Regions from separate parts of the Sus scrofa genome. Here region 2 is linked to region 1. A link is a contact called in public Hi-C data. All regions are on one chromosome and are shown on one strand. Each heading gives the region's core, a stretch centred on a gene start, on an enhancer-like site or on the middle of the called end of the contact. The rest is flanking DNA. Distances are from core to core; before and after follow the strand shown. Region 1 has its middle 54 kb from the start of MOCS2. Region 2 holds the start of FST (follistatin).

Region 1 (7,230 bases), core at 2,298-4,797:
TTCTTGTCATACTTCATAATATAACTTGAATAGTCACACAATATATTGTTGGTAATTATTCCTTTTGGAGACTGGGGTATTAAGGTAATCAAATGATAGATTCAATAAGGCAACTGCTGCCTTGGAAAAATTTTCAGCATGCCAAGCAGGGTATTTTCAGCATGCCAAGCTATGTTCACACCTTCTTAACAGCTAAAGTTAAAAAGGGAGTCTGGTTCCTACACACTGGGGACCCACCCAATGTCCTCTGTTACTTCCTATGGGAAAAAGGAGAAGTGGCATTTTGGATATAAAAAGCCTCCATAGGCAACATTCTCATTGAACTGGAAATTAACTTTTCCTGAATGACAAATTCCCTAAGTAAACCAAGCCTTTGACACCAGGCTACCTTCTTATTTAAAAAATTGCCATGGGATAATATACTGGTTAACTCAATTTTTTGATCAATAAAAATGTGAAAATGCATACTCAACATTTATTTGTTTGTTTGTTTGTTTTCCTTTTAGGGTCGCACCTGTGGCATATGGAAGTTCCCAGGATAGGAGTCAAATCAGAGGTATACCTGCAAGCCTACACCACAGCCATAGCAATGCTGGATCCAAGCCACATCTGTGTCCTACAACACAGCTTACGGCAATGCTGGGTCCTTAACCTCCTGAGCAAGGCCAGGGATTGAACCTGGTCTTCATGGATACTAGCTGGGTTCATTACCAACACCAACGCAGGAACTCTCAACATCTTTTTAAAAGCACCTAACAAGTGATTTTAAGAACTTCTGTGTGAGTTATATCCCCCACCTTTGTCAGAGGCTTGAAATGATATTGAAAATGTAATCACAAGGGTAGAAGGGACACTGAGGACCATCCTAGTCCATTCCTACTCTTTAGCACTCAGGACCCCCAACGAAACACCGTTCATACACAAGAATCAGGCTGATTCTACAAAAATAAAACAAAAGAGGAATCAGGCTGAAAATGTAGAGACCCACAGACCAGAAGAACTGTGATCTATTCCAGTGCTTTTTCCCAGCCTCAATTCTTTATGATACAACCATATATAACACAGAGATGTTATCTGTAGCATGTTGGTAATGTTTTTATGAAATGGTTATTGTTACTTGATATCACTCAAGATATTCATAGGCAATTTCACTATTTCACCATAGTCACCTCAGATCAGATTTTGAACGAGGTTATTTTTGCTGGGTTTATAGAGAAAAACATTTTTTAGCTGGAGTTCCCCATGCCACCCCTCTCCCAGGACAATCCAATTTATTCTGGGCAAAACACCTGCCACACCAAATGATTTGCACAATGGTACTAATTCTCCAGAAGGATGTATGGTCTCCAAACCTACAGACCAGTGCCATTGGGGCATATTTCCATTGGGTGGCAGTACGTGTTCAGAACAACCTAACACTGCTAATTTAACATACTATTTTTGAGATGGAATTTGTATTTCATTTTCTTAAATTCTAATAGCAATCGTTCTATAAAGGCCATTCATTGGCCATATAAATGATGAAAGATGATCAGGAATGAAATTGTCTTTCAGATGTTCATATATATTTGTATATTAATAATTGCCAAGACCATATATATTTATGTTGTTCATGGATATCTAGTTTATTGCTTGGCAAGTAGTAGACAAAGATTTTTTTAAAAATGTAACTTTATGACAACATAAAAATATAAATTCTAAGTTCAAAAAAATTAATATCCCTGTCTATTCAACCAACTGTCCAGGATTTCAGCCTAAACCATCTAGACTGTATTGAATTTAGTGACTGTTTTTATCTGGCACAGTTTAGAAAGATGTGCAAGATCCTGTTTTTAACGCAGCACAGGTGGCAGTCGTTCAAGTGACCATGTCACATTAAATCATGTAGATAGTCAAGCAAATTTTCTACTTCTTATATGTTTGTATTCTAGATTAGATTTCTAAAAAAATAAGGACTAGCGAGGCGAAAAAGGCCATTTATGATGCTTTTAGGGGTATTGATTCTTGTTAATCTCTGTTTTGACTGTTTATTTTTATTAAAGATACTTTCAAAACTAGTTTATTGAGCTAGGGTGCATTTTTGGAAAGTGTTTTTGGCCGTAGACAAATACCATCTGTAATAAAGTAAACTTGGAATTATTTGTAAGAAGAAAAGGTTATTAGTACAAACTAAAACCAGAAAAAGATCTCATATTGGCCCTTGAAGAAAAGCAAGAAGAATATACAGGTTTTGTTAATAACATTTTTAGCAAGTGGATTTTTCAGCTAAATAACTGTCACTTAAAATTGAATCCACAATAGGAGTTTTCAGGTAATCTATCTCACTAAATAAGTGTTTAAATGATTCTTAATTGTATTAATAGACAAAAAAATTATAGTTCACCAAAAAGAAGTTAAATTGAAACAAACATATATATTATTCAAACTCAAATTTTAAAAGTTCATGTTCATGTGTAAGTAGATTTTTTTATGTATCTCATGATGGAAAATGTAAGATTCTGTTTGGCTATAATAGTTACAACCAAGCAGATTTTCAGAAGTATTTTGAAAAGTCTCTTCCAATTTTGCCCAGTTAAGATCAAATTAAACCACCAGTACAAATTAAACCACATAAATCTAGATAAGCAACTATTCTATTTATTATTTGTATAAGTACAAAATGCAATGTAAAGAAAGTTAAATTTTAATTTTCCTTGGCCATTACTTGAAGAAACCAACCAGTTACCTGTTTATCAAAGGAGTATGAGTTAGAGAACCTATTAAACAAGAATACAACTCATTCATTGGCAACAGAATATATAGTGTCACTTAAAATTGAATCCACAATAGTAGTTTTCAGTAATCTATGTGTATTATACTCATATATTTCATTTTTTTCTATTAAAGTATAGTTGATTTGCAATATTGTGTTAGTTTCAGGTGTACAGAAAAGTGACTCAGTTGTTACATATATTTTTTTCCATAATAGGTTATTACAAGATACTGAATGTAGTTCCCCGTGCTATACTGTTTATTTCTTTTTAACCAACAATAGAATATTATGCACTCTAAAGCTATTTAAGATAATTTTTTAAAAATACAATTCTTGATTAGAGGATTGCTAAAAAGTAATAACCACGAGGTTAAATGAAGAGTCTGAGTGAATTAACCTAATACTTCAAGTCTTTAAAGGCCTGTCTTCAAAGGAACACCTTACCATCTGAACTCAGCAAGATGCTCATTTGTAGTGCACTGATGCTAACTGTTGATAATTATTCCATCAGAAGGAGGAAAGAGTGAATCAAGCACAAATCATGCCTATTGTTGTATTTAATAATTCTCTCTGTTCACTTCCTTGTGTGGAGATAATAAAAATAGGGTGTGGCTGAATAGATGTGGAAGGATTTCAGTGTTTCGCGTTCCCCATTCCTGCCTGGAGCACGTCTCAACCATAATTGGCGGGGCACTGCTGCTTGGTAAACAGCGGAAAACTACAGCGGAAGGCTTCCACTGGCGCTAACAGGAAGCCTTTACTGACACGTGATGTCAAATATTTTTCAGTTGACTTAGAGTGAGATTAAGAATCTCTGTAAACATTAGCCAATGAGACCTTTAGAGCTTTCTGAGGCATCGTCCTTCACAGTGGAATTGGGTAATGCTTTAAAATCACCATCAATGGAACAGGCATATAGCCACTGAATACTTAATGAGACATCCCAAGAAATCATCCTTCACTGAGGCGGCTTATTAATTAATTAATTTATTTAGGGCTGTGCCTGCCACATATGGAAATTCCCAAGCTATGGGTCGAATGGGAGATGCAGCTGCCAGCCTACACCATAGCCACAGTGATGCTGCATCTGAGCCATGTCTGCGACCTATGTTACAGCTTGTGGCAACACGGGTTCTTAACCCACCCAGTGAGGCCTGGGATCAAACTCACATCATCATGGATACTAGCTGGGTTCTTAATCTGCTGAGCCAAACAGGAACTCCTGAGGTGGCTTTTAAGTGAATCAGTTTCAGTGAGTAGTGTTAGTTTGGGAATAGAAATAAAGCTGCAGTTCCCACCTGCCCATAGTTAATCTCTTCTCTTTGTATTCTTTCTGACCTTGTCCAAATACCAGTTTCAAATGCTAGGGGAGTGACTTCTGAGTAGAAATCTGAAGATGAGGAGGTTTGATTGTAAAGTCTCACCTCTAACTAGGCCAGAAATAGCTGGATTTATTTTTTTCTTCTGATAACCTCAAACTCCAGTACTTGAAGGTGTTCTATCTATATTCATAGTCCCCCGCTACCCGCAATGTTCTTTCCCTCATTCTTCATGGTTGGCTCTACCTCAAACCTCAGGTTCTTAAATGCCACCTGTACAAAGCACCTTTCTCAATCCTTGATATGGCCTGAACTGTGCTCCCCTTTCCAATATCATATGTTAAATCCTTAACTTTAAATGTTTAGAAAAATTCACCAATAAAAGAGTTTTTAACATATGAATCAGGTGTTCCCACTGTGGCTCAGCAGGTTATGAACCTGACTAGTATCTATGAGGGTGGGGGTTTCATCCCTGGCTTTGCTCAGTGGGTTAAGGATTCGATGTTGTTGTGAGCTGTGGTATAGGTTACAGATGCAGCTTGGATCTGGCATTGCTGTGGCTATGGTTTAGGCTGGCAGTTGCAGCTCCAATTCCATCCGTAGGGGACTTCCATATGCCATAGGTGTGGCCCTAAAAGAAAAAAAAGCAAGAAAAAAACATGAATCAAACTTATTTCATAAGTGTAGTCTATTAAGATATTCTATTTTTTTCTTGAAAGAGCTTTGAGAATTTACACTTTTAAATGGATTTTTACTTTTCACCTAAGGTGTCAGATTTATGTAACATGAAAGGTAGAAAATAGTCTCAATGTCCTTTTAATATCTATAGGATCTGTACCAATGACTTCTCTTTTATTCTTGATATTCATAATTTGTAATTTATAAATTCTTGTCATTAACTCTTTTAATATTTCTTCCATCTAATTTTCTCTTCTTCTGAGATTCCAGTTATACACATCAGCCCACTGGATGGTGGGCCACTGCTCTTTTAGGCACTTTTCTACTTTTTCTTCCTTTCTGTTATTTCAATTTGGAGAACTTCTCCTGACTTTCCCTGATTCTTTTTTTCAACTGTGTCTGGTCTGCTAATTAACCCATCACAGGAATTATTCGCTTCTAATATTTAGCTATTCCTAGGATTTCCATTAGACTTTTAAAAATAGTTTCCAACTCTATTGGAATATCCTATATGTTTACACATTTTGTCTATCTTTTCCACTAGGCCTTTACCATATGAATTACAATTATTTTAAGGTCTTGGTTTGATAATTCTACCATGTAAGTAATCTATTTATCTGGTTTTATTGACTAATTTTTCTCTTGATGATAGGTCAGGTTTTCTTTTCCTTGCTTCTTCTTATATGTCTAATTTTTTTTTTTTTTTTGTAGTATGGTGGTTATTTCATAGGAAAAATGGCAGTAGAGACTGAGGTCAATAATATTTGTACCTGGAAAAGGAAATGCTTCTTCTTCTGAAAGGCTGTTAGTGTAGGGAGTTAAGTCAATCTACCCAATACTTGAACTGAGTTTAGATTTGCTATTGTTTTAGTTCCTTTCAGTGCACACAGGCTTCTAACTCTTCCTTAGCAGGAAGACTAGGGGAGCAGGAGAGTTTCCTCTCTGCACTGTCCTGTGGATTTTACTCCTACACTTCCCCCATACGTATTGGATTTTTTCCTGGCCTAATGAGTAGAAGGATTTCCTGGCACTCCTACAGTGGCTTGCAGCTTTTGCTTCATATAAGACAAAGTTCTGGGGAAGAGGACATGATTGTATGTCCATGCACTATCAAAGAACTCTCAGCCTCCTATCTTGCTACTAACCTTTTCATGAGAGTATGATAGAGACCTAGCATGGAAAAGAGCTGGCAAGTAAGCACAAATTCCCTGTGTGTTGGGTTTACAGGCCTCTAAACTGGGGTTAAAAAACTTTGTAAAGGGCCAGACAGTAAATATTTTAGGCTCTCCAGAGCATATAATTTGTTGCAACTATTCAACTGTACTGCAAAAGCAGACATAGATAAAACACAAACAGTGAGTATGACTATTCCTAAAAACTTTAGAGACACTGCAATTTGAATTTTATATAATCTTCATGTGCTACAAAATACTATTTTGCATCTGAGGGAGAGGCAATTCAGTCTAGGACACCCTCTGTCACATTTACCCTTATGTTACATGGAGTGGGAGTAGTCCTGGAGATACCTGGGATTTAGCTGAAGTGAACCCAATTTGGAGATATAGTTTGTTTGGGCTTAGAGGTATATATTTATGAAATTCAGAAAGGTTGATTTCACATATTTCCAATGCCAGTTGGAAGTATCTGGACAATGCAAGAATCTAGTCTGTGGAAAATTGGTCTAATCATCATACATGTAAATTGGAAGGAGAAGATTTGGTTCTCATTCCCAGTGTTCACTGCAGCATTATTTACAATAACCAAAACATGGAAGCAACCTAAATGTCCACTGACAGAAGAATGAAGGAAGAAGATGTGGTGTGGTGTGGGGTGTGTGTGTGTGTGTGTGTGTGTATAAAATGGAATATTACTCAGCCATAAAAAAGAATGAAACAGTGCCATTTGTAGCAACATGGATGGACCTAGAAATTACCATACCAAGTGAAGTAAGTTAGACAGAGAAAGAGAAATATTATATAATATCACTTATATGTGGACTCTAATAAAAATGATAAAAAAGAATTTATTTATAAAATAGAAATAAACTCACAGATTTCAAAATCAAATTTATGGTTACCAAAGGGGAAACTGTTGGGGGAGGGATAATTTACGAGGATGGGATTAACATATACATCCTACAGAAAACAGATAATAAGGACCTACCATATAGCACAGGGAAATCTACTCAATATTCTGTAATAACTTATATGGGGAAAAAGAATGAATATATGTGTATGTATAACTGATTGACTTTGTCGTATGTCTGAAACTAAGACAACATAAGTCAACTAAACTCCAATACAATTTAAAAAATAATTGATTCTCATTGATGCTTTATCAAAAGGGAAATTCTTGAAATAGGAGACAAAATTGTGGAGTAGTAGGACTTGAGCTCCTGTCCTCTCAAAGAAAACACCAAAATCACAACTAACTGCTGAGCAACCATTGACAAAACAGACTGGAAGCTACCAAGAAAAGGCA
Region 2 (7,314 bases), core at 2,255-4,754, 290 kb after region 1:
ACCAGTTTAGAAGAATCATTTAACTAATGCATTGGAAAACCAAATAAATGAGCCTCCTATATATACGAACAATTTTATATTCCTAAAAAGTGACTATTTATGGGAGATTAAGCACACACTGACAAAAACTGCCTCTAAGTCATCCACCAACTAGTTTTCATAATATATATATTCCTATTCTAGTCTAGAAAAATAGCAAGGCTCGCCATGTGTTGAAATAATTTATTTCAACACTTAATGCATCATCTGTTCTGTATTTCCACATGTTGTGTCATCACCATTTGACCTCAACCCAATGTTAAATATTTAATAGTACTCTTGGATAAACAATACAAAGTATAGTTTACTTTTGAATGTAGCATTTACATGAAAAAAAAATAAGCCAATATATGCTGCAAAATGTACAACTGTAGGTTATAACACTAATCCTTCTGGTGGAAAGAAAGTGAGATATAAGAGGAAAGGAAACCCCAGGGAGGATGAATGGATCAAGGAGACCAGTGATAAATGAAAAGATGCCATAACTCTCCAATAAAGAATACAAGAAGAAAGTAACAGCCACCCAAATGTTGATACATTGAAACTGCATGTTTCCACCTCTCAAAACTTAAGCACAATGATGGACTGTTTTGAGTAGAAATCTATTCATATGAAAATTATGAAATAAAATTCAACGAAACACTAACCAATAAAGGGTCACTTTTAATACTCACTGGTGTAAACCTCATAGTGACAGAAATTATTCATTTAATGGAGTGATTATTGTCTGGTCTAAAATAAACACCAAAGAAATGTATGCAAGAGATTTTAAGTTAGCACACCACTCCTGGAAAGTGTGCTCAATACATTCTTTTTAACTGACCATAGACAATCAGCCTTAGGAAGTATGAAGACATGTATAAGCCTGCCCCAGGGAATCTTTATAACCCATTGAGGTCCTTTGAGGTAAAGAGCTGAAAACAGCATTTTTTATCCTGCTTCAGCACGTTTTTCAATAACAGTTAAAATACAAAATGGATCTACAAACTATAGTCAAGAGAAATTAAAGAAACCTAAGTAAATGGAAAGATATACCATGTTCATGGTATTGAAGACAAAATATTTCTAAATTTTCAATTCTCCCCAAATTGATTATCCCAATCATAATCATATCATGGTTTATTTTGTGTGTGTATAGAATTCAATAAGATAATTCTAAAATTTATATGGAAACACAACTAGAATATCCAAAGCAATCTTAAAAAAGAACAAAGTTGTAGGAATTACACCACCTGACTTCCTTACTTACTATAAAGTCACAGTAGTCAAGATAAGACTGACATAGAACCCAGAAATAGATCCATACTTATGAGTTGCAAAGGCTAAATGCAAAATAGATTTGGAATGAATTCTCCTTTGAGGAAAAATGACAAATTAAAAATCTATAAAGAGATGCAATAGGATGTATAAAATCATATCTAACTGTCTTGTGAACTTTAGACCTATCATAAACATAACATTTAACTTTGGGGGCAAATTAGACATCAGATATGAAACAGGATTCACGTCAAATAAAAAAAAATACAGATGAAACATGGATGATCAAAGAGCAATTATATCAACTACTGACTGCAATATTGAGTAGGCAAACACATAGGAAAGAGCTAATTACTAAATGTGCAAACCACTGCTACTCTATGGAAAGTTAAAATGAGGGAATATAAACCAAAATACACAAAAGTAACTGCAGCATTATCAGCTCACCTTCGACCAATTAATAATCTGGAAAAGCGGCTCTTACTTTGACATGTTAGTTCATTCATAAAGTAGGGAAACAGAACAGCAAATACCAACTTGCTCTCCTCATACTTTCCATACAGTAGAAAATGTAAATAGAATCAGGGTTAAAAGTTCTAAAGGTCACACACTGATATTTTCCATCACATACAAATATATGAACAATTTGTATTGTAAAAATGAACTAAAATACAAGAAACTATTTAGAAGTTTCTACTAATCCAATGTAATATTCCTATCCTGAAGCATAATTTGAATTCTTTGCTAAGGTTTATTTTAATGACTTCGTTATGTTAAATGTGAATATACTTATTATGGCTAGTTTAAGTGACTATGTGCCATATATCATAGATGACTTCTGGAAACAAAATATTTCTAAAAATGAAGGGGAAAATAAGGCAACAAAAATATTAGGAACAAGTCATATCAAAAACAAAGTGTTGTCCATGAATGACTGACTCTAAATAACATAAAAGCAACACTGAGAAGAGAAAAGTTCAGGTAATCAATGCATTGTTTTCTCCACACTATATTTTTAAAAACATATATTCTAATGACTTTTTTAAAAACTTAACTGATGGGTTTGGACATCTTGGACAAACATTGCTTTTATGTACTCACATTTCTTAACTATTTAGTTCTGCAATGATTCAGCCAATACAGAACTATTACTCCCCACCCCCACCTCAAATCCTCATCAAGCCTATGAAGTTACACAACACCAAAGACTATGACGCATTAAGTGACCGTTTTTTTGTACATAGAAGAACAAAATCTGATTTAAAAATCACTTCAGCCTATTTCTCAGGTGCTTAAATTCTGTTGTTTAATCAAGATTGATTATTTGCATTTGAAATCTTAATATAACTTTGAAAAATAACTAACTTCAAAAAAATTTGACATTTAATTTTAGGGCAAGATATAAAAGCTTCTCACTTGATGACTTCCAAATTTTCCATACGTAACCTCATCCATCCCTTCCATATTCTCTTCTTAGGGACTAAAATTTAGCCAGATCAGTTCTGGTTCTAACAACCATTTCCTATGATTTCAAATAGGTATCTTGAAAGCTAGATTGAATAATTTGCTAAACTCTAATATTTTAAATTTATAAACTTAAAAAGGAAGACAGCTTTTGAAGCTGACTAAAAAACAATCAGAGAACAGCAGTCTTTTTGTGCGCTGCCCAGAAAGTCAGTTACAAAGTGGTCCTATTGTGTTTCTCATAATTTACATTTACTTTTTTGGCAGAGCAGAAAGGAAAAAAATAAGAAGTCAAACTTGGAGGCATACAACAAAAATGACAGAAGGCATTTTTATTTTAAAATGTCCCCCTGACATTTAGACATCTACAAACCCAATATTGAACATTTACAAGAGACAGAACAGTGAAAGAAATAGCAGCTGTTTTTCTGTGATGTCACTGAACAGGTGTGATACCATTTCATACCCCAGAAATTAGATGGATCTCTTCTGATGCTCACAGGAGTCCCATATGAAACCAGTATTGACCTGTGTCTCATTTCCTCAGATTGGCCAGAAAATAACCCCAGGCCAACAAGAATTCTGATGACTGATCTGTGCCGATTCGGAGCAGACATACTCCCAAACAGATCAATAGTATCCAAGGTGCAGCTGAAAAACAGGATGAGCCTGTATCCCTAAACAAACACTAAACTGCTTATTCACAAAGGCAAAAGCAACACAGCACTTATGTTTTCCACAGTGTGTTTGCCTGTGACCTCAACCCTGACCCTCAGAGCCACCCTCTCTGTGACAAGGAGTAATCCTATATTAGGTCTGCCTCTGGTACTCATTTCTGTGAGTTGTGGCATTTCTTTTTTTTTTTTACAATGAGAGCTACTGTGACTGCTTTGGCCTAGCCTAGACGATCACATGATGCCAAAGCAACTAGTCTATGCAGTCAATTTAGTCAAATGACCTGTCTGAGTTCTTGGCATTATGTAGACAAAGAATATAATAGAAAACAATTTTTGCTTTTTACTTATCATACTGGACTTATGTGGACATAACTTGAATTAACTTTAGAAAGTTCTTATGATACCTGTTGTTTCTTTTCTTTTTCTTTCTTTTTTTTTTTTTTTTTCTTTTTAGGGCCGCACCCGAGGCACATGGAAGTTCCCAAGCCAGGGAACTACAGCTGCTGGCCTATACACAGCAATGTGGGATTCAAGCTGCGTCTGTGACCTACACCACAGCTCACAGAAACACAGGATCCCTGATCAACTAAGGGTGCTGGGGCAGATCCCCAACCCACTAAGGGACGCTAGGGATCGAACCCGCATCCTCACGGGTAGTGGTAGGTTTTGATTCCCCTGAGCCATGACAGGAACTCCCCCGTTGTTTCTATTATACACAAACTAAAATACTATCTGAATAAACCAAATGTGTTTCCTCAAAAGTCCAGGTAAAACACTTTTTTGATTAACCCTTCAAAATTGCCTTTGTTCTAATCTTCATTTAGCCACATAGATCTTCCCACCAAAAATGTCATATTGTCATATTGTTCTTTTTTACATCAACATATTCTACCTGCAACATGTAAATGGATGAGTTAAATCATGAGAACATACAAATTACATCACTATTTTCATTGCTATATGGTTATGAAATATGAGGAAATTGTGGTCTTTACAACAATATTCCCCAAAGTATTGAGAAAATAAACTATGCATTACAAAATATGACCCCACATTCCTCTAGGCAAAATGACTTCATATACAATGAGACATGAGTAAAATTTAAATGTTTTGTATGGTCCTAAAATGAAAAATATAATTACAATTAGATTTTTTCAGCTTCCAGGGGCTAGAGAAGATTCAGGACCAGTAAACGTATTCAAATGGGGGCAAATAGAAAATCATATAGTTACATTTGGGTCTTAAAATGTTTTAATGGCTATTGGTATCACTGCCATAAGATTCAACCATCTACCATCTAAGGTCATTTATGTATTTAGAGTATTTGTTTTCCAACTCTAGACACATTTGATAAACTTTGATGAAACAGAAGCTATGTCTCTTCCTGCAAAACAAATCTATACCAAAAAAAAAAAGTGACTAGTTGTTAGCTTTCCCCTTCAACTAAATTTTCCCAAGGAAAAAAAAAGATTTGAAGGGGAGAAAACAAACTTTCCCTCCAGCACATTACTATATAAGCACTGTATCCATCTGTCTGAATAAAGAAGAAACAAATTCAACATTGGAACTCTGCCATGGAGTGTCGGCTCCTGCAAAGGGGACAATTTGCTATTAATTGTTAATGTCGTCTGCCATTAGAGGGCACTAAACAACTCTACATTAATGCTGCATTGGAGGGAAGAGAGACGGGAAAGGAAAGAGGGGAGGGAGAAGGGGGGAGAGTATGGGCAGAGTCTGGGAAGAGGGAGGGAAGGGAAAAGAGAAGGAGTGGGAGGACGGGAGGGAAAGAGAGAAGAGGTAAGAGAGAGAGAAAGAATAAATCTGGAAGATTAAGAAGGCTGTGGAGCGCCCAGAGCCGTCTGAAGTGAGCAAAAAACCAACGTCCGCCTCCCGCGCCCCTCCCCTCCCGTCCTCAGGACGGTAATTATAAAGCGAAAAGCAGCGGCGAGGTCACCCGTTTTTACCAGCCTGCTGCACCGAATGCGCGCGGTGCAGGTGCGGCGGCCGTGGGGCTTTGTGATTCATGCCCACTTTCAAAGGGGGGCTTGGGCCCGTCTGAGAGGCACCCAAACAACTGTCTTCTAATATTAGCACGGCTGTATTTCGGGATCTATTATAGTCTGTCCAGACAGATCCCATTGTAATGGGATCTTTTATTAAAAGATTAGCACTATCTCCTGCAGTTGGTGGAAAAAAATCTGTTATCACTGAGTTATTTGCAGTTGTGGAGGGGGTGGGAGGGAGGTGGTGGAAGATGGGGGGGAGGGCAAAAGGAGGCGTGGGGGGGCGGTCTGGCAGGGGAAGGCTTGAGGGGGGTTGGGGGCAAAGAGGGAAGGATTTGAAATCCGTAGGAGAACAAATCCCAGTGACCTGCGAATGTCCAAGAATTTTGTCTGCATACTTCGCTGTCTGTTGTCCTTCGGGCTCCAGAAGCGAAAAGAATAGAAATTTAAAAGGCAGCTTTTGGAATAAACAATATAGCTTTTTCCGTGAAGTAATCGTTTTATATAAAAGGAAATATCGCCTCCTCAGTTTCATTCAGCGGTGCCAAAAATGTTATAAATGAGAGACCCGCCAACTTTCAGCGAAGAATGCCAGCCACTGTGCTTAATAAACTGAGGCTACAGAAGTTCATTATCGATGTTGCAATCTTTTTTATTCCGCGAACCGAGAGAGACAGAGAGAGAGAGAGAGGCCGAGAAGGAGACTGGGAGACAGACCGAGACATACAGGACAGAAACTGGGGAGTCTCGGAGCCGGGGCGGGGGGTGGGGGGGAGCAGCAGACCGCCTACGTCGGCGCCCCAGCTCCGGGCTCCAACTCCATACGCGGCGGAGTGAAAGGGTAGAAAAGAAATGGAGAGGGTGAGACTGAGACTGGGGGGAGACCGGGCCTGAGGTGTTAAACATTTTTGTTTGCTTCTGACTCGTCGAGACCGAGGGCTGCGTCTCGGCGGGCTCAGCCGGGGTGGAAGGTGCCGGGGCTGGGATTCCCAGCCACAACTCTGGCTCGAGGTGGCCGAAGAACTCGGCACGCGCAGACCCAGACACAAAACATCGCGGTGTCCCGCGCTAGGTTACAGGGGCCTAAACACCAGCGACAGACCCGGAGTGGGGTGTTTCAGCAGCTCGGGGATCGCCGGGCATTTGCAAAAGTCTTCTTGGAGCGGAGCGGCGATGCGAAGACCAATTCCCGCCCCGCTCTGCTCCGCCAGCCGCCACCCCCAGCCCACCATGCCCCCCCCCAACGCACACACTCACACACCACCATGAACGAACACACACACACACACACACACACACACACGCCGTCCCAGGCGCGCCGGCGCTGCCTGCGAGCGGCGGCGTGCAGGACTTGAAGTGGGTGTTCTTCCCCACTCCCCACCCCCGAAGCGTCGCCCTCACCCCCCTCCCGTCCCGGTCGCCTGCCCCCTCCCTCTCGCTCCTACGCAAATAAGAACTCGGCGATACCCTCCTGCCGCTTTGATTTCGGGCACCTCCACCAGATAATTGGGAAGGGTTTCCAGAAGGTGGGAAATGTCACCTGATTCACACTGAACTTTTAAAAGCTCCCCACCCCCAAGGAGCCGCGCACACCCTCGCTCGAGGCCGCCCTCCCACTGCCCCACACACTGGGAGACCGCCCACCGCAAACCGCGGAGACCCCCGTCTAGATTTAAAGCGCGGCTGCGCCCGGCTTCTGACGTCCATTGAATCGCGCGGGCGGCCGGCGGCGAGCGCGGGGTTGCGCCGGGATCGCTGCGCCCTCCGCCGCTCGCCTCTGCGACGCGCGCCGCTCGCCGGAACCACTCGCCGCCGCGCCTGCTCCCCGCACCGTCGCGCTCCTCGTCCCGCGCCTGACCCCAGAATGGTCCGTC

Evidence for each region. Hi-C and Micro-C count contacts between places; a contact is called where the count stands out from the background.
Region 2: a Hi-C map of fetal liver shows a contact between it and region 1, with 1.6 times the contacts expected there. The contact joins two enhancer-like sites. A contact is called at or near these places in 2 of 47 Hi-C or Micro-C datasets (embryonic fibroblasts and fetal liver).

What each region holds. Positions count from the first base shown.
Region 1 is chr16:32,512,239-32,519,468 of Sscrofa11.1, forward strand. No RefSeq gene overlaps it. Among named protein-coding and RNA genes, the nearest start is that of MOCS2, 54 kb to the left of the region's middle. Within about 2 kb of position 3,548, at least 2 of the 83 cell types and tissues checked have an H3K27ac peak or open chromatin away from gene starts, as enhancers often do. A contact at or near this core is called in fetal liver, where this site is marked.
Region 2 is chr16:32,799,042-32,806,355 of Sscrofa11.1, forward strand. FST (follistatin) reads left to right here and starts at 7,300. Exons shown (of 7, transcript NM_001003662.1): 1 at 7,300-7,314. The coding sequence starts at 7,305. Within about 2 kb of position 3,505, at least 3 of the 83 cell types and tissues checked have an H3K27ac peak or open chromatin away from gene starts, as enhancers often do. A contact at or near this core is called in fetal liver, where this site is marked.